Regions from separate parts of the Sus scrofa genome. Here region 2 is linked to region 1. The links are chromatin contacts, called in public Hi-C maps. All regions are on one chromosome and are shown on one strand. Each heading gives the region's core, a stretch centred on a gene start, on an enhancer-like site or on the middle of the called end of the contact. The rest is flanking DNA. Distances are from core to core; before and after follow the strand shown. Region 1 holds the start of MDN1 (midasin). Region 2 holds the start of BACH2 (transcription regulator protein BACH2).

Evidence for each region. Hi-C and Micro-C count contacts between places; a contact is called where the count stands out from the background.
Region 2: a Hi-C map of embryonic fibroblasts shows a contact between it and region 1, with 1.6 times the contacts expected there. The contact joins the promoter of BACH2 here to the promoter of MDN1 in region 1. A contact is called at or near these places in 1 of 5 promoter capture datasets (liver), 2 of 47 Hi-C or Micro-C datasets (embryonic fibroblasts and skeletal muscle) and 1 of 2 datasets of contacts at active chromatin or transcription factors (skeletal muscle).

What each region holds. Positions count from the first base shown.
Region 1 is chr1:57,823,753-57,828,588 of Sscrofa11.1, reverse strand. It overlaps MDN1 (midasin), which reads left to right and starts at 2,227. Exons shown (of 103, transcript XM_021089975.1): 1 at 2,227-2,502. The coding sequence starts at 2,401. It also overlaps the pseudogene LOC100523413.
Region 2 is chr1:58,278,984-58,283,984 of Sscrofa11.1, reverse strand. BACH2 (transcription regulator protein BACH2) reads left to right here and starts at 2,633. Exons shown (of 7, transcript XR_002343529.1): 1 at 2,633-2,767.

The DNA.
Region 1 (4,836 bases), core at 978-3,477:
ATACCCAGGCAACCACTAATGTGATCTACAACTTAGCTACTCCAGAACTGTTAGCTTATTTGCTGCTGCCCAGCTGAAAGTCTTGAGATTTCTATCAGTCATCTTGAGTTTTCTTTTCACATTTCTGTGTTGAATCTCTCACTTTCTAGATCCCGTATCTTCTTTCTTCTGTTTTATACCCTTATATAGGGGAGCATCTTTTTCAACAGATTCCTGAGAAAGGGTATATAGGGGAGGAAAAGTAATTTCCCTCTACCCTTCTTGAGTTCTTGGCTGAGAACCTTGTAATAAAAACCAGATTTACAAGAGAAAAACAAATAGAAGTTAATTAATATGTATACTTCTGGAGTTCCCGTTGTGGCGCAGTGGTTAACGAATCCGACTAGGAACCATGAGGTTGCGGGTTCGATCCCTGACCTTGCTTAGTGGGTTAACGATCCAGCATTGCCGTGAGCTGTGGTGTAGGTTGCAGACGCGGCTGGGATCCCGCGTTGCTGTGGCTCTGGTGTAGGCCAGTGGCTACAGCTCCGACTCGACCCCTACCTAGCCTGCGAACCTCCATATGCCACGGGAGCAGCCCAAGAAATGGCAAAAAGACAAAAAAAAAAAATTCAAATTCAAACATTTTTTGTTTAATAATCCTGATTAACATTTATTGAGCATTTCTTTTTGTATATAAAGATTTTTATTTTTTTCCATTATACCTGGTTTACAGTGTTCTGTCAATTTTCTACTGTACAGCAAGGTGACCCAGTTACACATACATGTCTACATTCCCATATTATCTCATATTATCTCATATTTTCATTTTTCTCATATTATCATGCTCCATCATAAATGATTAGACATAGTTCCCAGTGCTACACAGCAGGATCTCATTGCTAATCCATTCCTAAATTCAAACGTATTTTTGAAAGTTTGAAACATAGTATAAACTTCCTTTGGAGATCTACTTACGTCAATACAGAAAGGCCTACCCACCTTAAGAACACTTTTTAGAGGTATAATTTATGAAAGTGCAAAATTTTATTTATTTTTGTTTTTTAGGGCTGCACCTGTGGCATATGGAAGTTCCTAGGCTAGGGGTTAAATGGGAGCTCAAGCTGCTGGCCTAGGCCACAGCAACAGCAATGTAGGGAGGTGAGTCTGCAACATGCACCACAGCTCAAGGTAAAGCCAAATACTTAACCCACTGAGCCACTGAGGGAGGCCAGAGATTGAACCTGCATCCTCTGGGTTCTAGTCAGGTTCCTTATCACTGAGCCACACCAAGAACCCCGAAAAGCACAAAAATCTTAAATGTACAGGTGATTTTTCCCCCATTTTGTACCTACCTAGGGAATGCTAATGAAATATTTCCATCACCCTAGGAGGTTCCCTTAGGCCCCTTCACAATCAACACCCCCCCCCAAAGCAACCAAGAGTCTGCCATTATTTTGGCTTGTTCATGAACTTGATATAAATGCACTTTTAAAAAAACCCTTCTACTGCACTCCTGTGGTTTCAGAATATATGTATTCTGTCTTTTTAGGGGTGTACCCCTGGCATGTGGAGGTTCCCAGGCTAGGGGTTCAATCGGAGCTACAGCTGCCGGCCTATAGCACAGCCACAGCAATGCCAGATCCGATCCTCCTCTGTGACCTACACCACAGCTCAGGCAACGTCGGATCCTTAACCCACTGAGCGAGGCCAGGGATTGAACCTGTGTCCTCAGGGATGCTAGTCAGATTCATTTCTGCTGAGCCATGACAGAACTCGAGGATATTCTTTATCCTATATACTATACTTTATTTCATCCTCAGTTGAACACTTATTTCTAATATTTGATAAGAAAGATGTAAGGAGTGTACTTGTTACACTTGTGTGCAAATATTTTAGGCTAGAGGTGTAGAATGGGACTTGCTAGATCAGAGGGGGCAAATCTTTTCTGCTCCCATCTGATTTTCTGTGTGTTGAGGCATAGGGAGGCATGGTGGGCTAAGGATTGATCACACGCCCTTAGGGACTCCCTAGCTTCTTTCGCATAGCGGAATATTCTGTTTCGCTGTCCCGCCATTCATTGTCTCCAGAACCTCGCATCATTGCAAGAAATGGATTCAACTACCCTTTCCTGCTAGGATTCTCCTCCCGGAACTGGCAGGAGAGTGATGTCCAGTGTTTCCGCTGCCCAGGGGGCGGGGCCAGACGAGCTGGTCCGTCGCTGTCGCGGGCTGATGACGCAGAGCGCCGCGTGCTCCCCCACGTGTGCTGTTACTCTCTAAGTGCCTGCGGAGCAGCAGCGGCCGCTTTCCCCAGGGGCGTAGTTTGTGATAGCTCTGGTGCGGAGACTTCAGCAGCTCCCGGGCTCTGAGCGCGAAGCCGGGACTGCCGGTGGCTGCCCAGTGCAGAGGGCCCGCCGTCATGGAGCACCTCTTGTTGGAGGTGGCGGCTGCGCCGCTGCGGTTAATCGCTGCCAAGAGCGAGAAGAGCCGCAGCGAGCTGGGCAGGTTCTTGGTCAAGCAGGTAAGAGAAGGAAGAGAGCCTGGCGGTCCCTGCCGCCCACCTGGAGCTTGCCCCTTGGCCCTACGCGAAGATGCGCAGCTTTAAGGGTACGCGGAAGCGGCGTCTGGTCAATTCTGGCCCTGGCCCCCTCCCCGGGGTTGGCCAGTGGAGGAGGCGTCCGCACGCATTTGAGGAGCCTTTTGTTTTTCTCGGGGGGAGCGTTCCCTTCCCTTTTCCACCTACTTGCCCCTTTTCTAGTGCCCTGACTGCGTGTGGCAGACCTGGCCTTCGGAAAGAAGTGTGTTTGGTTTTTCTGTAATTTAGGTTGCGTCTCTGCCCTTTAGACGTGTGTATTACCTAAGTGTGCCGAGTCCAGCCCCCCCGGTTAGCTTCTGTGCTTGTTTCCTTTCTGTCCCTTTCTGGTCTTTTCGGCCCACTGACAAGTATTGATTGTATTCCTGCTGTGTGTAAGACGCAGCATGGCTCTTTGAGGAGACATACATTCGTTACGGTCTCTGCCTTCAGGGAATTTAGTGTCTATTTTTGGAGACCGTTCATAAACACAGAAAAAGATTGAAGGACAAAGCGAGACCGCTAGTGCTAAGTGTAAAATATTAACTGCAGGAATTACGAGATGAGTTAGAATTTTCTGGGAAATGAGTAGTCTGGCCTTTTAAGAGCTTTTTCTCGTTTACTACCTCCTGCCTGAGTTGAAGACCCCTTTTTACGCATTTTTCACGTGGCATTTTAATTTTTTGTTTTATACTTTCCCACCGCCACTCCCAAGACTTTTGAGCTTTTTTGAGAGTAGAAAAAAAATTATTTTCCAACTCCAGTATCTGGAGCCTAGGTATTCAGTCACAAATGTATTATGTACATATATACCCTATTGCTTAGGAAGAGATAGCAGTATTTTGGGTCTGGAGCAGCAGGGAACTAACATGAAAGGCATTTCTGTTTGGTGATAACAAATTGAACGTGTGTAGCAAAAGAGGGAGGAATGGAAGATATCCCTTGGGTGTCTGACCTTTGACCCCCCAATGAAGGGAATCACTAACACAAATGGGGAAGTCTAGAAAGAAAACTGATTTTTGATGGGAGGAATTAAGGAAAGAGATGATCAGTTTATTTGAGCTAAGCTTGTGGTGACAGGCTCCTGAATTATGTATTTTGGCTAGAAGTGTTTTTCTGTAAGTGGGCTTGCATTTAGAGCAGAGGTTCTGAAGCTAGTGATCATGGACCACTGGCAACAGGGTATTTATTTATGATTCTCCACCACTGTAATTGGATAAAATTGGTACTTGTGTATTGGGAGTAACATGAGGAAATGGTTTGTAGCCTTTATTTTAGAGAACTTGACATTTCGAAGTGTGAGAACCACTCCTATAGATTCTGTGTTTCAGATTGGATAGAATCTAAGAGGTTTTCAGGGTTGTTCCTTTCCAATTTCAGTAATACTTTCAAGTCCTTCACTCATAGAAGAGTTGATTGTTTTCATTCTATTTTTCTCTTATTTGGGGAAAAACGGTTTATACTGGAAAGCAAAGACTTTTGAAACATTGTTCTAATGGAGTTTGGGATATGAAGTAAGAATTTTTTAGGGTTGTGCTTTTTTTCTGTGTTATCTCAGCTGGTGACACCACTCTCTCTTTATCTAGTCCCTAATTATAGAGAACTTAGTGTCCTCAACTCTTTTTCACTCCTTTTCCATCACTTTTTGCCAGGTCCTCCTGATTTTCCTTCCTCAGTATTGAATCTTCCTTCCTCTTCATTCCCACTGCCACTACCTTCCTACAATTCTGACTTTTAATTCCAGCTTGTGCATTTTCTTTCTAACACCACCAAGCAATTCTCTGACACCAGTGGGGTCCTATAATTTAATTTGATTCTGACACTGTTTATGCAGAAAGTGTCAGAACCCTCTGGGTAAAGGCTCAGCTTTAAGAGACTCTCCTGCCACTGCGGTCCGTCCCCCCCTCCCCGCCCCCCGCCAACCCCTAACACACACACAGTTCTCACCTGAGCTTCTGACAAACTGGCTATAAATTGGAGTTCTTCCTTGGGTTTGATTAATTTGCCAGAACGGCTCACAAGACTCTGAGAAAAATTTACTTGCTAGAACATCAGTTTATTATAAAAGGATATAATTCATGGACAGCCAGATGGAGGGGATGCATAGGGCAAGGTATGTGGGAGGGGGTCGGGAGCTTGTGCCCTCTCCAGGTACATTGAATGCTGCATTTCCAAACGTTCGCCAACTCGAAAGCTCTCTGAACCATGTTCTTTCGGATTTTTAGGGAAGCTTTCTTACATATGCATGTTTGATTAAATCTTTGGCCATTGATGATTGAACTC
Region 2 (5,001 bases), core at 1,384-3,883, 450 kb before region 1:
TTTTTTTTGTCTTTTTTGTTGTTGTTGTTGCTATTTCTTGGGCCGCTCCTGCGGCATATGGAGGTTCCCAGGCTAGGGGTTGAATCGGAGCTGCAGCCACTGGCCTACGCCAGAGCCACAGCAACGCGGGATCCGAGCCGCGTCTGCGACCTACACCACAGCTCACGGCAACGCCGAATCGTTAACCCACTGAGCAAGGGCAGGGACCGAACCCGCAACCTCATGGTTCCTAGTCGGATTCGTTAACCACTGTGCCACGACGGGAACTCCAAATTTACCTGCTTCTAACTTTGAAAATGAAATAACAAACTCCCCATCAGACTTCCAGCTCCTCAAAGGCAGAGATTTTGTCTCGTTGACAGCAACAGAGGCAGCTGATTGCAGTACTCAACGTGACCCTAGAGGTCAACTAGTTCTCGTTCAACTTCTTTAAATGACTAACGAACACAACCTGTCAGAGTTGCATTCCTTTTTTTTTTTTTTTTTTTTTTCATCTCTAATTGCTGACCCATCTCATACTTGACAATTTCAAACTAGGAAGCTCCAGTCTGTGGCAGACTAATTGAAATGACAGTTAATAGCCGTTGCTGTATCCATCTGGGACCAGAAGCAAGGTTGCAAGATCAGCCTACAGCAGTAACCCATCCACCCCACTCCGCTCCACACCCCACACTGATTGAAGCACCCGACTCCTTTCACAGCTGGAGGCTGTGGCCTGCTTAAAAAGAAATGAATGAATTCCACCTCACAAGGATCTTCTCAGGCCTGGCTCTTGTGAGAAAAACATTTCTTGGTACTACCAAAATGTGTAAAGTTATCTCATTGACACTCACATGCTTACAAGAACGAGGAATGCAGAAACATCACTGTAAGATGATAAGAAATGGCTCCTCCAGGGCAGACCAGGGATCATCAGTACTCTCTGCCCTTGCCCTGAGGCCAGTCAGGGACATTGGAAGCAAGGTGTTTTGTCAAAAGGGGCATCAGACCCAAAGTCAAGAGATGGAGGATGGCTCCCAGTTCTGAGACTTCTCTTCATCTGAAAACTGGAGAGGCTAACAGAAGAACACACGACGAGGCACTGCAACTCTGTTAGAAAAATTACTTTGGCCCCTTCTGCTTCCTTTCAGCTATGGCTTAGCCTTCCAAGCAGACGTTCAAAATAGGGCCTTTTAAAACTCTGCCCTCAAACGAAGGTGGTTCAGAGCAACACTTTGGCTGATATCACAAGACTCCCAGGGCAACGCTTCGCTGCTTCCTCAGCATATGCCAGTGCCCATTTTACAGGGGGATTTATGATCTTTCTCTCAGTAGAGCGAGCCAAAGTTTTATAATATTCATTAAAAATCAGCACCACATGTAATAATATGGAATACTGCCGGTACACAAGGGGGCCAAGTTATAGGTGCTCAGGGAAACGTGGCAGAATTTCTTGGCCTTGGCAGGAGTAAAGTTGCAGGCACCAGCACTGCGCTAACACAACCTTCTTTTATTGCAAATGTTCCTTCAGTCTAAGTCCTAATTACTTTCTGTAAAACCCTAACCACCATCGAGCTTTCTTCTGACAGGGCAGCCACACGATGGCCTTAAAGTGCAGCGGCAGCGCCGGGCAGCCTCTGGAATGGGAGACAGGGGGTGGTTGGAACCCTGTAGGGGCTGAGGCTGCAGCTCAGACGTAGGCTTTTCAGTGAGCTTCGCAACTGCTTGCAACCCCTTTTAAAATCCCAGCGTGGGGACTTAGAGGCTCCCTCGGTGGGGCAGGCTGAAGCCCTTCTGGAAAGGATTCCAACGTCAACATCAACGTTGGGTCAGAAGCTACTCTTGCTCGCCCCACCCCCTCCCAAGAGGGGTACCGGTCAGCTTGGTGGAGCCCGTGGAGCATCTTTTTCTGCCCCTCCTGGGAAACGCTAGACAACCCCGGAATCCCAGGTCTCAAGGTCTGGCTCCGCTTCCTGGGCGTAGTGCCCTGGGCTCTGCCCACCTCCCCACGTGCCACACCAGCTCTCCCCACTGCCCCCACCCCAGCGGCCCCCAGCCCTGGCCTTTCAAGGTTCGGGTGAGTCCCGGGCAAGGCCCGACCGAGACAGGCGGCCAGCCGGGCCCGGAGCAGGGGGCTCTCTCGGTGGTTCTGCCGCACAAAGCGGGGAGAGCTGCGCCGGCGGCGTGAGGCGCGCCCCCTCCCGCGAGCAGGCCGAGCGCGCTCCCGCCCCCTGTCCCCCGCCCCAGCCCTGGGAGCGCCATTCGCGGAGTGGCTTACGCTAGTCGCCGGGCGTACGGCGCCCCAGCGGCCGGGGAGGTGCGCTGCCCGGCTCCCGTAAAGTTATTGTGAATGGGGAGCGGGTGACGTCAGCGCCGAATGTCAACAATGTAGCGATTGAGAGTGTGGGCGTTCCGGGGAGAGCGCGAGCCGCGCCGCGCGGAGCAAACAGCGCCGAGCAGCCGCCGCCTAAGCAGCAGCAGCAGCAGCGGCCGTGCACGCCCGGGCTGCGGTCGCAGCAGCGCTAACGCGAGCGCCCGCCGCCGCCCTCGCCCACCCCGCCTGCCCACTCCCGCTGCCGCCGGGCTCTCGCTTTCTCCCCGGCCTCCCTCGACCCTTCCCCTCCCCCTTCTCGGCATACTCGGGGGGCTGGGAACGAGCTGCCATGTGATGCGCGTCCTCTCCGCGAGCTTTCGGTGACCCCCGATCCGCGGACCGCCGGGAGGGGGCTGCGGGCTAGGAGGACGCGGGGAAGAGGAGGCGGAAAAGGACGCAAAGTTCTCTGTTGAGGTGAGTCCCCGGCCGCGGGTCCCGGGCCCCGGCGGCGGCGGGCGGGCGGGGCGGTGGGGCAAGTTGGCGGGGGGAGCGGGCGCGCGGGGCAGGCGGGGAGACATGGGGAAGCGGCGCGGGAAGGGAACCGCGGCCGCCCGGAGCGCAGCCGCCCGCCGAGCGCCCTGCCCGCTTTTATGGCATTTTCTAGGAACGGGAAGGGGGTGGGAGCCGAGCCGGTGGACGCGCAGAGGCGACTGTGCGCTCTCTCGCCTGGCTGTTTACGGCGGGAGAGGAGGCATTGTATTTTGCTCGCGTCGACGGGTATTTTGGAACAGCAGGGGGAGGAGGAGCAGAGGGTAATAAGTCAGGCGTGGGGAGGGCGGGTTGAAGGGAGGCGCGCGTCCGCGCGAGCCGGAGCAGCTGTCAGACCCACGGCCCTGCTCCCGGCCCCGCGAGGCCCGGGCGCCCCGGCCCCCAGCCCGCGATCGCCGTGCCAGGCCGGGCGGCCTCCTCCCTGTCCGCGGCGTCCGCGCCCCGGGCTGCTCCGCTACGCTTTGCGCTCAGCTGTCAGACGTTGCCGGGTAGCTAGGACCACCACGACTAGCCGGGTATCAAAGCCCAAGTTTAAGGTCCCGGGAAGAGGCAGACTGGGGGCTCTTGGCACAGACCTTGGGTTGCTCGCTGGGTGGAATCCCTACTAGCCAACGACCACGGGTTATTGGAATGCGTCCCAGGGAACTCAGGCCGAGGGGCTCATGCCTTCAGAGAGGGAGATCTTGCACCTCTCTCCTTCCAAGATTCTGCACGAAATCAAAGTGCAACGCACACCCTCTTCTCCCTGCCCACACTTCAGTCTTCAGACCCCAGAAGCTCCACCTAGGAGAGGAGTTTATCCAGGGGACACTTCTCCACGTACCCCCACCCCGCCGGCGTGTCCTCCGGGGGTTCGCAGTTCTCCTTCTCATACCCGGTGGGTCATGGGATGCGGGCGGCGCTCCTGGACTACCCCAGCTGCCCGCGAGAGGGGACTCGAGTGAGCATCTCGGCGACCTCGGTCTGGGCGAGGATTTGCAGGAACTTGACCGTGGGAGGAAGCGCGCAGGGCCGGGTGTCTGTGTGTGAAAGGGGCCGCGCACCCCTGATTTCGGGGGTCGTGGGTGCGCTGGGTATCCCCAGCCCACTCTCACGTGTAGGCGAGTTTGATAACTTGCGGGAAGTTCTGGCGCAGCCGCTGTAGGATGGTTTTGTCTGTGGCCGGAGAAGGAGCGCCTCACAGTATGCCTGTCCGGTCACCGCCGTCGCCGCCACCCATGGCCCCTGGGAAACAAGAGGGACCAGGGCGCCCCACCCCCAACTGAGCTGCACACTCAGCGGGTAGCGAGACGCGGCGTTCCTGGGTTTTCACCTTCGCTGTCTAGTGCTGTAGTCTCTCACTCTCTGTGTAAATTTCATCTGTTGAATGTACTTAACTAAAAAGGGTAATTACTTTAGATTAAAAAAAAAAATCCCTTCCTGCCTAGTGGGAACCTTGGCGGAGATGCTGCCTAATGAGATATTTTGCTTTTGTCTGTTTAGAGTAAAATTAGAGATGTTAACTCTGATAACGGTTTTCTCAGATCATTAAAATGTAACATGTAGGAAAGGCATGTCGAGCTGCGAAGGCTCTGGCTGACATGAAAGAAGCTGTGCGGGGAAAGGCTCCTTGGGTAGAGAGGCTATTTTGGTAAGGCAGCGGCATCTTGCCTAAAATGTGACATTGCCCCACCCTGGTGCTCCCGCAGCTCACAGCTCCAGAGTAAACGGCGTTTTTCATTCTTCCAGGTAATAATAAACGTGAGTCAAAGTGACATCTTGTTAGAATTAAGTCTTTAGTCTGTAGGCGAGATTGCTAAATAACAGTGTTGCATTCACACTGCTCCCGTGAAAGGTCTGTCAGCATTTCCATTATAAATTCAATTTGGGGGGGAGTTGATAATTTCACCACAAAACTTTGGGTGGCTGAAATGGCTTTCCCTTCCAGTGTTCTGCTTTAAGCAATGAATCGACTGCCCACTTCCATCCTATTTGCTGTTCCTAAAACTTGAATATTATCCAGATGGGGGGGGGGGCAGAAATAGAAAACATAATCATGGAATAAAATACTTCTGTTCGAACGTACTTTATTTGTGCCAAGTAATACTTTCATTGTGGATTTTGGAAGGCTTTATGTTTGCCATTTGGTAATCATAAATGTGTTAATTCTTCTGGTACCT